Linked DNA regions of Ovis aries: region 1 is linked to region 2. A link is a contact called in public Hi-C data. All regions are on one chromosome and are shown on one strand. The core of a region is the stretch at or near the end of the contact, and the rest is flanking DNA. Distances in the headings are between cores, read along the strand shown.

What was found. Hi-C and Micro-C count contacts between places; a contact is called where the count stands out from the background.
Region 1: a contact with region 2 is called in a Hi-C map of tail adipose tissue, with 2.4 times the contacts expected there. The contact joins the enhancer-like site here to the promoter of NDEL1 in region 2. A contact is called at or near these places in 4 of 16 Hi-C or Micro-C datasets (liver, mixed tissues, muscle and 1 more).

What each region holds. Positions count from the first base shown.
Region 1 is chr11:27,876,999-27,881,916 of ARS-UI_Ramb_v3.0, reverse strand. NDEL1 (nudE neurodevelopment protein 1 like 1) reads right to left here. Exons shown (of 11, transcript XM_042256673.2): 11 at 1,784-4,918. MYH10 (myosin heavy chain 10) reads left to right here. Exons shown (of 44, transcript XM_060394825.1): 44 at 1-1,301. Among named protein-coding and RNA genes, the nearest start is that of NDEL1, 62 kb to the right of the region's middle. Within about 2 kb of position 2,821, at least 6 of the 54 cell types and tissues checked have an H3K27ac peak or open chromatin away from gene starts, as enhancers often do.
Region 2 is chr11:27,815,710-27,820,884 of ARS-UI_Ramb_v3.0, reverse strand. It overlaps NDEL1 (nudE neurodevelopment protein 1 like 1), which reads right to left and starts at 3,231. Exons shown (of 11, transcript XM_042256673.2): 1 at 3,044-3,231.

The DNA.
Region 1 (4,918 bases), core at 1,572-4,071, 61 kb before region 2:
CCTGCTTCAGATTTAGGTACAATTGCTCCCCTTTTTATATATATATATATATATACACACACAAAACCTACACATATTAAACAGATCGCCTCATCATTGCATCTATTTTCCATATATCCACCAAGAGACCATTTTATAATACATGTTAAGAGAACCCTTTTTCAAACTAACTCCAGACCCGCTGCCAGTCGCTGGGTCATGGGGCCGCCTAGCGGTTGCCACCCCGTCGCTCTGCATGCTCTGTCGTACGGACAGCTACCTTAGTTCTGTGTTCACGTGGCCCCTGCCTCCGCAGCCATATCAAGTCCCTTAGAACGTTGTGAAACCTAAACTGCACCTGTAGCTCTCATTTCCTTCAGATGAGGATTGACACTATTTCAGTGCGCAAACTGTGAAAGGGGCTTCCGTGAGATGGGGGGTGGGTTGGGGGAAGCAGCATCCATGGGGGTTACAGTGCCCCTCTCCCTCAAGTCGTGGGGTCCCCGCATCTCTTCACGTGAACTGTCTTCGGCCGGAGCTGCTCTGTGCCAGCAGGACAGTGGCCACGACGCAGCTGAGGCCCAGGGGCAGCCATCACAGTGACTTCTAGATGGTCTGCTCCTCGCAGCCACAGGCCCCCCAGAGCAGAAGCTAGGGGGACACCCTTCCTCGCCAGCCAGGCTCTCATGCTGACCTTGCAAATTCAGCCGCTGCTTTGAGCCCAAAATGGGAAGATTGGTTTTGTGTCCGAGACTTGTTCAAGTCTGTCAATGAGGGGGACAGCACCTCGGGAACAGAGGCCACCCGCCTGAATGTTGACATGCCAGTGGATGACTCCTTTTTCATTTTTCCCTCCCCACCCCCTCAGGACAGTGTTACAGTAAACATTAGCATTCTGTTTTGGGTTGATAGTTAATCAAACTGACATTACAGAAAGTGCCTTAGACACTACAGTACTAAGACAATGTTAAATATATTATTTGCCTCTGTAACAATTTAATGTATTAAGTTTTGACTGTGCTTCAGATCATGTACCTCTCTAGTCTAAGTGGTATTATAAACATTCAGTGACAATGAATCAGTGTTAATTATAAATCCTTGATCCTCTGCAACATGCTTGAAAACACAAACCTTTTGGGTTAAAAGCTTTAACATCTGTTGGGAAGAATTTGTCATGTGGGTTTGGAATCTTTGATTTTTCCCCCTTTATGAATTGTATTGGCTGTTGACCACCAGACACCTGACTGCAAATATCTTTTCTTGTATTCCCATATTTCTAGACAATGATTTTTGTAAGACAATAAATTTATTCATTATAGATATTTACGCCTGCTCTGTTTACTTGGAGGAAAAAGCACCCGTGGAGAATAAACAGACCTCAATAAACAAGAATAATCATGTGAATGTGCAATCTGTTTTCTCACCTTCTGTTCTGGTTGGACGCTATGTAGACTTACCGTGCTGATAGCCAGGCTGCTTGTTCTAAGGGCACCGCACGCCCAGAAACTGTCAGGTGACAGGTGAGTTCTCTGGGCGGGCTGGCGGCTGTCCTGCTCTCCCGATGAGCGGTCCAGGACTGTGGGATGAAGCCTCGAGGAGGGTTTGTTTCAGTGTCCAATCAGTGAAGCCCATTACTGGATTAGAGTATTTCAAGAGGCCTGATAAGTTTCAGGCTATTTTCAGACAGGATGCACGTTAAAAATGCTTTTGGGAGGATTCGGTGGTGTGATCCACGGGCAGCTGTGGGCCAGGTAGGATGGGCCAGAGAGAAATCTAGGGGAACACAGTCATGTAGCCATGCTGGTTTGTTTTTTTTTTAATATGCTCAAGTTAGGCTGGTTCCAGTGGTCTGAAGTACATACTGAAGCTGCTTAGCAGTTGCGAGGATATGGAAAATGGGCTAAAGTGTTCCCTTTCTCAAAATTGTCACTACCACAGGAGAAAAGGTGAGTTGCACTTACCCTCTCTCATGTCTTCTCACCCTTGCTTTTGGTATCTCAGTCCAAGGGTTTGTGGAATTCAGAGGCTTTTCTGAAAAAGAATCCTTTCCTTGCTAGCTGGTTTAACTGGTGTTCACGTCATACTGTTTGCCAGCTCAGGAGAAACACGACCTACATGAATAGATTCCAATTCCTGATTCCACAAAGACGCTATCTAGACAGGACCTTTCTTCACTAAACAAACCACTGCTTCATAGTCTGAGGTTGTTCATGAAACGCAACTATAGCTGGGAGCTGGGTTCTGGGCATGTCAAAGACAAAGCAGCTGGCCAGCGCCCAGCCACGGGCATATGGTCCAATGAGAGGGGGGGTTCCAGAATGTGTGGAGAAACCTTAGCCTTTTGTGGAATGCAGTCTAGATGAACTCTCTTAGAATGCAGACATTCTAGAAGACTCTCTTTCTTTAGCAGAGATAACACACCTGTTCCCAGCCTGCCTATCCTAGGCATGCTGACATCAGGAAGACAAGCACCCTTTCTGTCACCAACTTTCCCCCTTCCTGGAAACCTCAACTAAAATGAAATGAGGTAGAAACCAAATTCTTAACCAGCCTTCCCTATGGCTCTCTGTATCACTGACTCATGTCCCTTTCCTCCTGAAGCCAATGTTGCTATGACAACAGACATGTTTATCAAGACAGGAAGAGCCCACAGTTCAGACTCTAGGAACCACCACTTCCTTAAAAAAAATCACAACAGTCCATGAGTTAGAATCTAGAAAGTGGACACGATGGCTCCTCACCCCCTAGTTAGGCAGGCAGGCCTGAGGGAAGCCCATGGCTGAAAGCTGAGGGGAGTCCCCATCCACAGAGGTTTCCCAGTCCCGGCCCCGAGAGCTTTCCCAAATACTGCACGTTTGCTGAAATGCTGCATCTGCGCACCATCAGGACCAACCGGGCAGTCTACTTCCTTATGTAGCCACCATCTTTTGGGAATCTAGCAAATCATGTGAAATGTCTCATACAATCCTTTTCAGAAATGTAGTACGAAACTTACCAGTAAGGGTATATTGACATGATAATACCAGTTTCCCAAGAATGTTAACCCTAATTACACCACCATGTACTGCATGTAGAAAGTATGATTACCGTAATTACAGCATCCATGTACATGCACAAAGTATGATTACCGTAATTACAGCATCCATGTACCACACACACAAAGTATGATTACCATAATTACAGCATCTGTGTACCACATGTACAAGTATGATCATGTCCCCAAGCCTTGAGCCAAGATTACAAACTCACGTTTGATGCATTACAGCACTGAGGCCTGTTTATTTTTTCAAAGAAGGCCAATAATAGATTCCATGCCCACTAACTGGATGTAGTGAAGCTTACTCAAGATGTAATGTGACATAATCGGACTGTTCAACACTGGATCTGACTGGGACATCTGAGCAGAGTGCTGCCTCCGTCAAGGACCATACCATATGGAAGCTGAGATGCTCCTGTTCGCACGTGTGTCAACTCAGGCACCCCACAATCACCTTCAGGAGGTGGCAGCTGTCATGTGGTTGTCACTGCCTGACTCCTGGTGAGGTCATTAAAGCCCAGCACCAGATCTTGTAGTGAGAGTATCAGCAGCTTAGAAGAAAGTTCTGGAGCCAGCAGCGGAGCAGAGCTGCACAGCCAGTGCTCACTGTGCCGCAGAGGATGACATTGCTCAGGAAAACATGGAAAAGGACCCCTTGGGTCAAGACACAATTCAGAACATCGGAATTACAATGTGAAGTCTAGGAGTATGTCTCACATTTTCCTTTCTGTACATGAATTAAATAAGTGTGATATAATGAAAATTTGCATAAAGTCTAGAAGGGCTCTTTAAATAAATACAAAGTCTTGGGGCTTTGCCAACGGCTCAGTGGATAAGAATCCGCCTGCCAATGTAGGAGACGATGGGTTTGATCCCTGATCCAGGAAGATTCCAAATTCTGTGGAGCAGCAAAGCCCCTATTGAAACCTGAGCTCTAGAGCCCATGCTCTGCAACGAGAGAAGCTACTGCAATGAGAAGCCCACGCTCCACTACTGGAGAAAGCCCATGTAGCAACAAAGCACAGCCAAACATAAATTTAAATACAAAGTCTTAATAATAAGCATTTTCATAGTTAGAATTGCACACTTCTACTGCTTTACAAAATAAAGGTATGTCTTATGATTGCTGGCACTTAAGCATCTATGAAATACAGAACTCTCCTCACTAGGCAGTTCTGGGGTGGAACCTAAGGGCATCTGCGTGGTAAAATTTCCCCAAGGAGGCCTCAGCCCAGTCACCTGGCAGGTCCAGGGAGCCCCTGCTTTGTGCTACTTAGATCTCACAACTCCTAGCACATGTCTTCAGTGAAAGAAAATCAGTCTCGTGGCTTCAAAATTTGGGCCACTTAACAGGAAAATTTAGGATCCACAGAGTAAAACTAGTCCATCTTTTCACTTCTGTTTTAGAAAGCTGCAACTGCGTGTTCATCGATTTTGTGTCCTTTTCTTACTGACGCATGGATGCGCATGACTTACAGGTCAGTGGCTCCATGGTCACTTGTCCAGCTGAGCGGTTATCCTAACCACGGCATTCCCCCACCAGCAGACGTTTGTATTAATGCTACTGAGACTGACTTTGTTCTTACTACCACAGACGAGTAGTTACAACTTATCACATTGTTAGATTGATTCAAAACTTACAGAGGGTAATTCAAGCTCTGAGCCTCACATGACATCACTGCTGATGCAGGCATGTGTCAGAAAACCCGCCCAGGCCTGCCAGCCCAGCACCCTTATCCCAGACCTCCGCCTGCAAACCATGATCCGGGCAGGATCTCCCCTATGTTAACAGGGGCAGCAAACTTGAAAACACCCCACAAGTGCACTAGTGAAACATCTGTTCAGCTTCGCTTGGTGAAGACTTCAGAGCTGACAGGAAACATTAACTCTTGTGGGTGCAGG
Region 2 (5,175 bases), core at 1,982-4,481:
CTTAGAGTTACAAACAAGGCATAAAGATTTTAAACTGATCTGTATAAGAAAGAATTCACATGGACATATTCACGTGGACATTCACATGGACATATTTCTATTTACCTCTGTTTATATCTATCTAAAATCAATCACAGAAGGAAAATATCTAAATAGAGTATTATGCAAAAGATATAGGTAAGCTCATAATGGAAGAAATGCCATTAGTCAAAGACATTTTTAAAAAGTGTCCCTATTTTAAACCTTTCTTCTTTTGAATTAGATTTTTTAAATTATTGCTTTTTCCATTATCCTAATTATACTTTTATTATTTTTAGTGCTTCATTATCATTTTAATGGTTATCAAGCAATCCCACTCCCAGAGTAATGCAAGATTACAATTTAACTCCATTTATCCTCCTCCTGCTTTCTATTTTCATCAAGTATTTTAATTTTTATGAATTTTTAAACTCTAAAGATATTATTTTTATTTTATGCAATCAATACTCATGTATTTTCCCCACTCATTTACCTCCCGTCATTCATTCATTCCTGTATGATTTTGCTTCCACGGGTATCATTTTCATTCTGCCTAAAGAACGTCCTCTACCCCCAATAAAAATTAAAAATAAAAAAAGAACATTATTTAGTAGTTTCATTTGTTTATTTCGGGACTTTTAGTGAAGCTCTTTCAGCAGTGAATTCTATTTTCATCTGTAAACTTCATTCCACCTTCTTTTTTTTTTTTTTGGCCAAGCCACCCTGCATGTGGGATCTTAGTTCCCTTGAACAGGGATCAAACCCCGCCCCCTGCATTGGAAGTGCACAGTCTTAACCACTGGACCACCAAGGAAGTCCCTCCACCTATATTTTTTAAGAATACTTTTCTCTGAATAAAATTCTAGGTTGGCAGCTATTTTCTTTCAGTCCTTAAAAGGTTCTAGCATGTAGTCTTGGCATGCACCCTCTCTTGGATTGCACATTTATCTTGGAAATCAGATGTACTATTTTGCTTCTCTGAAGGTGATGTGTCTTTTCTTCTCAGACAATTTTTCAAAATTATCTTTGACTTTGGTTTTCAGAAGTTTTACTACAGTGCGGTCAGGTAGCGATTTTTTGGGGGGGGAGTGGTATGTATTTTGTTGGAGATTTGTAGAGTTTCTTGAATTTGTGGTTGAATGTTTTTTACTAATATTGTAAAATTTGTGATCCATAACTCTTCATCTATTGCTTCTGAACAAGTCACTCTTTTAAATGTATTTAGACCTTTACATCACATTCCATATTCTCTTATGCTCTTTTCTGTATTTTCCATCTTCCTCCCAACCCCAGTCCCATCCTTCAGACTGAGTATTTTCTGCCCACTTAGCTTTCAGTTTACTAATCCTGTCTTCTGTTATATCTAACCTGGGAATTCCCTGGCAGTCCAGTGGTTGGGATTCAGCGCTTTCACTGCTGTGACACAGATTCAATCCCTGGTTGGGGAACTAAGATCTCACAAGACACACAATGTGGCCAAAAAATAATCAACACAACAATAATAATAGTAACCTGTTGTTAAACCCATCTATAGAGTTGTGGTTTTTTTAAGGAATTGTATTTTTTGATTCTAGAATTTCCACTTAGTTCTTTAAAAAAAATTGTTTCTAGTTCTCCATCTACTTTCTTGAACGTACTGGGGAGAGTGGGGTAAAGACCAATTTATAATAATACCCAAGCAAGGTGGGTGAGACAAGGCAATTTCATATGCTACTGGAGGAAGTTTAAATTGGCACAGTTTATGAAAGGGAATTTGACAATTTTTACCATGTCTTTAAAATTATATTATACTTTGACTCCTCCATTCCATTTCTAATAATTATTTAAAGTGTGAAACAGAAGAAAGGAAACCTCTTTTTTTCTTTTTTGGCTGGCCTGCAAGGCCTCAGCAGTAAAAACTCGGGTCCTAACCTTTGGACTGCCAGGGAATTCCCATTTAAAATGAAGCTGAGGGACTTCCCTGCTGGTCCAGTGGTTAAGACTCCCCACTTCCACTACAAGGGGCATGGGGTGGATCCCTAATCAGGGAACCAAGATCCTGCATGCCCTGTGGTGTGGCCAAAAGCTATTAAATTAATTAATTAAATTAAATGAAGTTGGGTGGCCAGAAGGGAGAACTCTCACATGCTACCACTCCACATCAATTACAGACCCCAAAAGGAAGAATTTTTCTCACCCAGCAACCAGACCAGCCAATGGGAAGTGCCCTCCAGCCTGAACTCTCCTTTTCCCCCAGTGGACTTTCTTCATATTAACTCCAACTGCCTCCTTTTGCTCTACAAAGTAACATTCCTCTCCTTTGTTGGACTTGCCTATGACTTTTGCTATAGCTTTCTTGCCCCAAATTGCAATTTCTCTACTATTCTGGAAAAAAGAAAACAAAAACTTTTTATTTGCTAGCAATATAATTGGCTGTTTATTTTTAGGTTTGATAAAGGAAATAACACCAAGATTTTGCAATTAAAAAAACACATTACAGAAAATTTTATAATAGGGGGAAATTGGAAACTTAAATGTCAATCGATAGATACATTAATTAAATAAATGACTATATCATCGACTCAATGGACATGAGTTTGAGCAAACTCCAAGAGATAGTGAAGGACAGGAAAACCTGATATGCTGCAGTCCATTGGGTCCAAAAGAGTCGGATACAACTCAGAAACTGAACAACAATCCATTAAAAATAAGGGTGTAAAAGAAAATAAAGTTTTCAGGTGCTGAAAAAGTCAGGTCCTAAAAGTGTTTATTCAGTGTGATTCCACTTATTCTAAAATCATTACATGCTATAATTATACATAATATATAATTATTTTTAGCATAGCTATATATATAGGAGCTGAAAGAATAAACAAAAATATTTATAATATTTATCTGTAGAGGTGGCATAAAGCTGATGTTTTCATGTGTGCTTTTTATGAAATTTCCACTTTTTTTCAACACGAAGCACTATTTTTATTTACAAAAGAACATTTTTTTTCCTCTCCTGATTCCTGATTTTTTTCCTCCCTGACCCTGGCCTTACCTGTCTCAAGCACTGAGCACTCTCAGCTGTCAGTGAGGCATTCAGCTCCGGATGAAGAGTGAAGGCTGAGAAAATCCTCCAACAAAGGGCTAATTTCAAACAGTCTTTCTCCTACAGCTGCCACCCCCTAGGAAGTGCGAAGTTTCCTTTCCACGAACCGCCCGGCGAACAAATCTTCCCTGCTCTTTAGCTTCCCTTCCCCCACCTGTCCCAGAGCATCTCTGCCCCTGCGGCTGGCGCTTTATGACGGTGCAGGGAATGGGGCGGGGACGCACGCAGCCCAGGTGAGTTAGCTGCAGGACGCAATCCACGCCGGCTCGTACGCGACTGGGACGTGACTCAGCCTTCCTGCTCGCCCGGTGCCCCACCCCTGCTCCCTTCGGCCTCCTCCCGCAGCCCGCAGTACCCTCGAGCCACCGTCGGTTCTTGCCAGGTTCATCCTCAAGTCCAAGCTAGTTTTCTCTTTTGCGCAGGATTCCTTTGGTTCATCCCACTCTGTGGCTTCCCGGCCAGTGGGCTCTCAAGCACTGAAACCAGCCTTGGGCTCAGCCTTCAAGAGTCCTGAAGTGGACCCTTTCAGCTCTGAGACCATCCTGAGCCTCTGTAGCTCCCAGGGTCCTCATCCCCATTCATACGTTTCAGATCAGGGTGTGCAAAGCTCCGTGCACGTCTCAGATCAGCGTGTTCAGAGGCCTATGCACGCCACCGCTTCCGGTGGTACCCAAGTGAATCTTTTTTTTGCTTATTATGTATTCATATTGCTGTTCATTAAAATATGATTAGAACATCAGACCTGTGATTTCACAGTATGGATGCTCAGAATGAGGTGAGAGTAAATATTTATGTTTAAAATATGGCTCCTATTTGTTATTTTTGTTTTTAAGAAAAATCAACAGTTGTACATGCAGTACTTTGATGTGGCAAAAATTACCAAAACAAACCACTGGATTGTTTTCCCGGGGGGATTTCTTCTTTAAAAGCCTCAGATTCCATCACTTGTCCCTCCTTCTTTCCTAGCCCATCTTCCCTCCCCTTCCCAGACTCACCTCCTGGAGAATCTGCCAGAGATCAGGCTTTTTCAAAGACAACATTGGTGTACAGTGGCTAAGTAAGGCTCTAACCCAGTGGTGGGCTCATCCTCCCATCTCCAGCCAGACGAAAGTTCTCAATCTATTGTGACTTGAGGGGGTGGGGAGAATTTTGGTGTGGATTCCAAAAGCCATTAGAATAGAAGGTAGGGGCTTTCCCTGGTGGCTCAGTGATAAAGAATCTGCCTGCCTGCCAATGCAGGAGATACTGGTTCTATACCTGGTGCAGGAAGATCCCACATGTCATGGAGCTACTAAGCCCAAGCCTGTGCACCACAACTATTGACCCTGTGCCCTAGAGCCTGTGCTCTGCAACAAGAGAAGCCGCAGCAACAAGAAGCCCGGGCCCTGCAACTAGAGCAGCCCCCACTCTGTGCAACCAGAGAAAGGCCCAGGCAGCAAGGAGGACGCTGTGCAGCCAATAAATAAATAAAACTATTAAAAAAAAAAAAAAAAAGAAGGTAGAATGACTTCATTGTCTGAACTTCACACGCTCCTGTGCAGGAAAAGCGCGTGCATACACACACACACCCCTCATGCACATAAGCTAGGCTTGAGAAGTTGGATTTATTCATTTCACAAACACTGACTTATTAAACACTATCGCCAGACACAAGACCCTATGCTACAGTCAACAGAGATGAGTTAGGAACTCCTCCTTCAGGGTCTTAAAAGATAAAGATGCCAGTGGGGAAGTGATGAGGAAGAAAGGCATTACAGCCAGGAAAAAAAAAAGCCGGAAAAAATCACAGAGCCCCAGAAGCCCAAGGCCTCAAGGGATCTGAACTAGAAGCCAGCACTGTGGCTATGCTGCGTGGGTTGAGCTGGCCCAGGGCAAGGGGGCTGTCCAGAAAACCATGTGGGAAAGGTAGTGTGGGCCTCATGTGCAGACTGAGGAGGGTGGGCCTTGTACCGAGGGCAGTGGGGAGCCACGGAAGTCTTTAGAGGGAGGGAAGGCATGAGGAGGAACACCCGTGAAGATGTTCTGTGGCTGCTTCAGTGTAGGTTGGACAGAGGGGGCTGAGGGCCGGGGGTAGGGGGCTT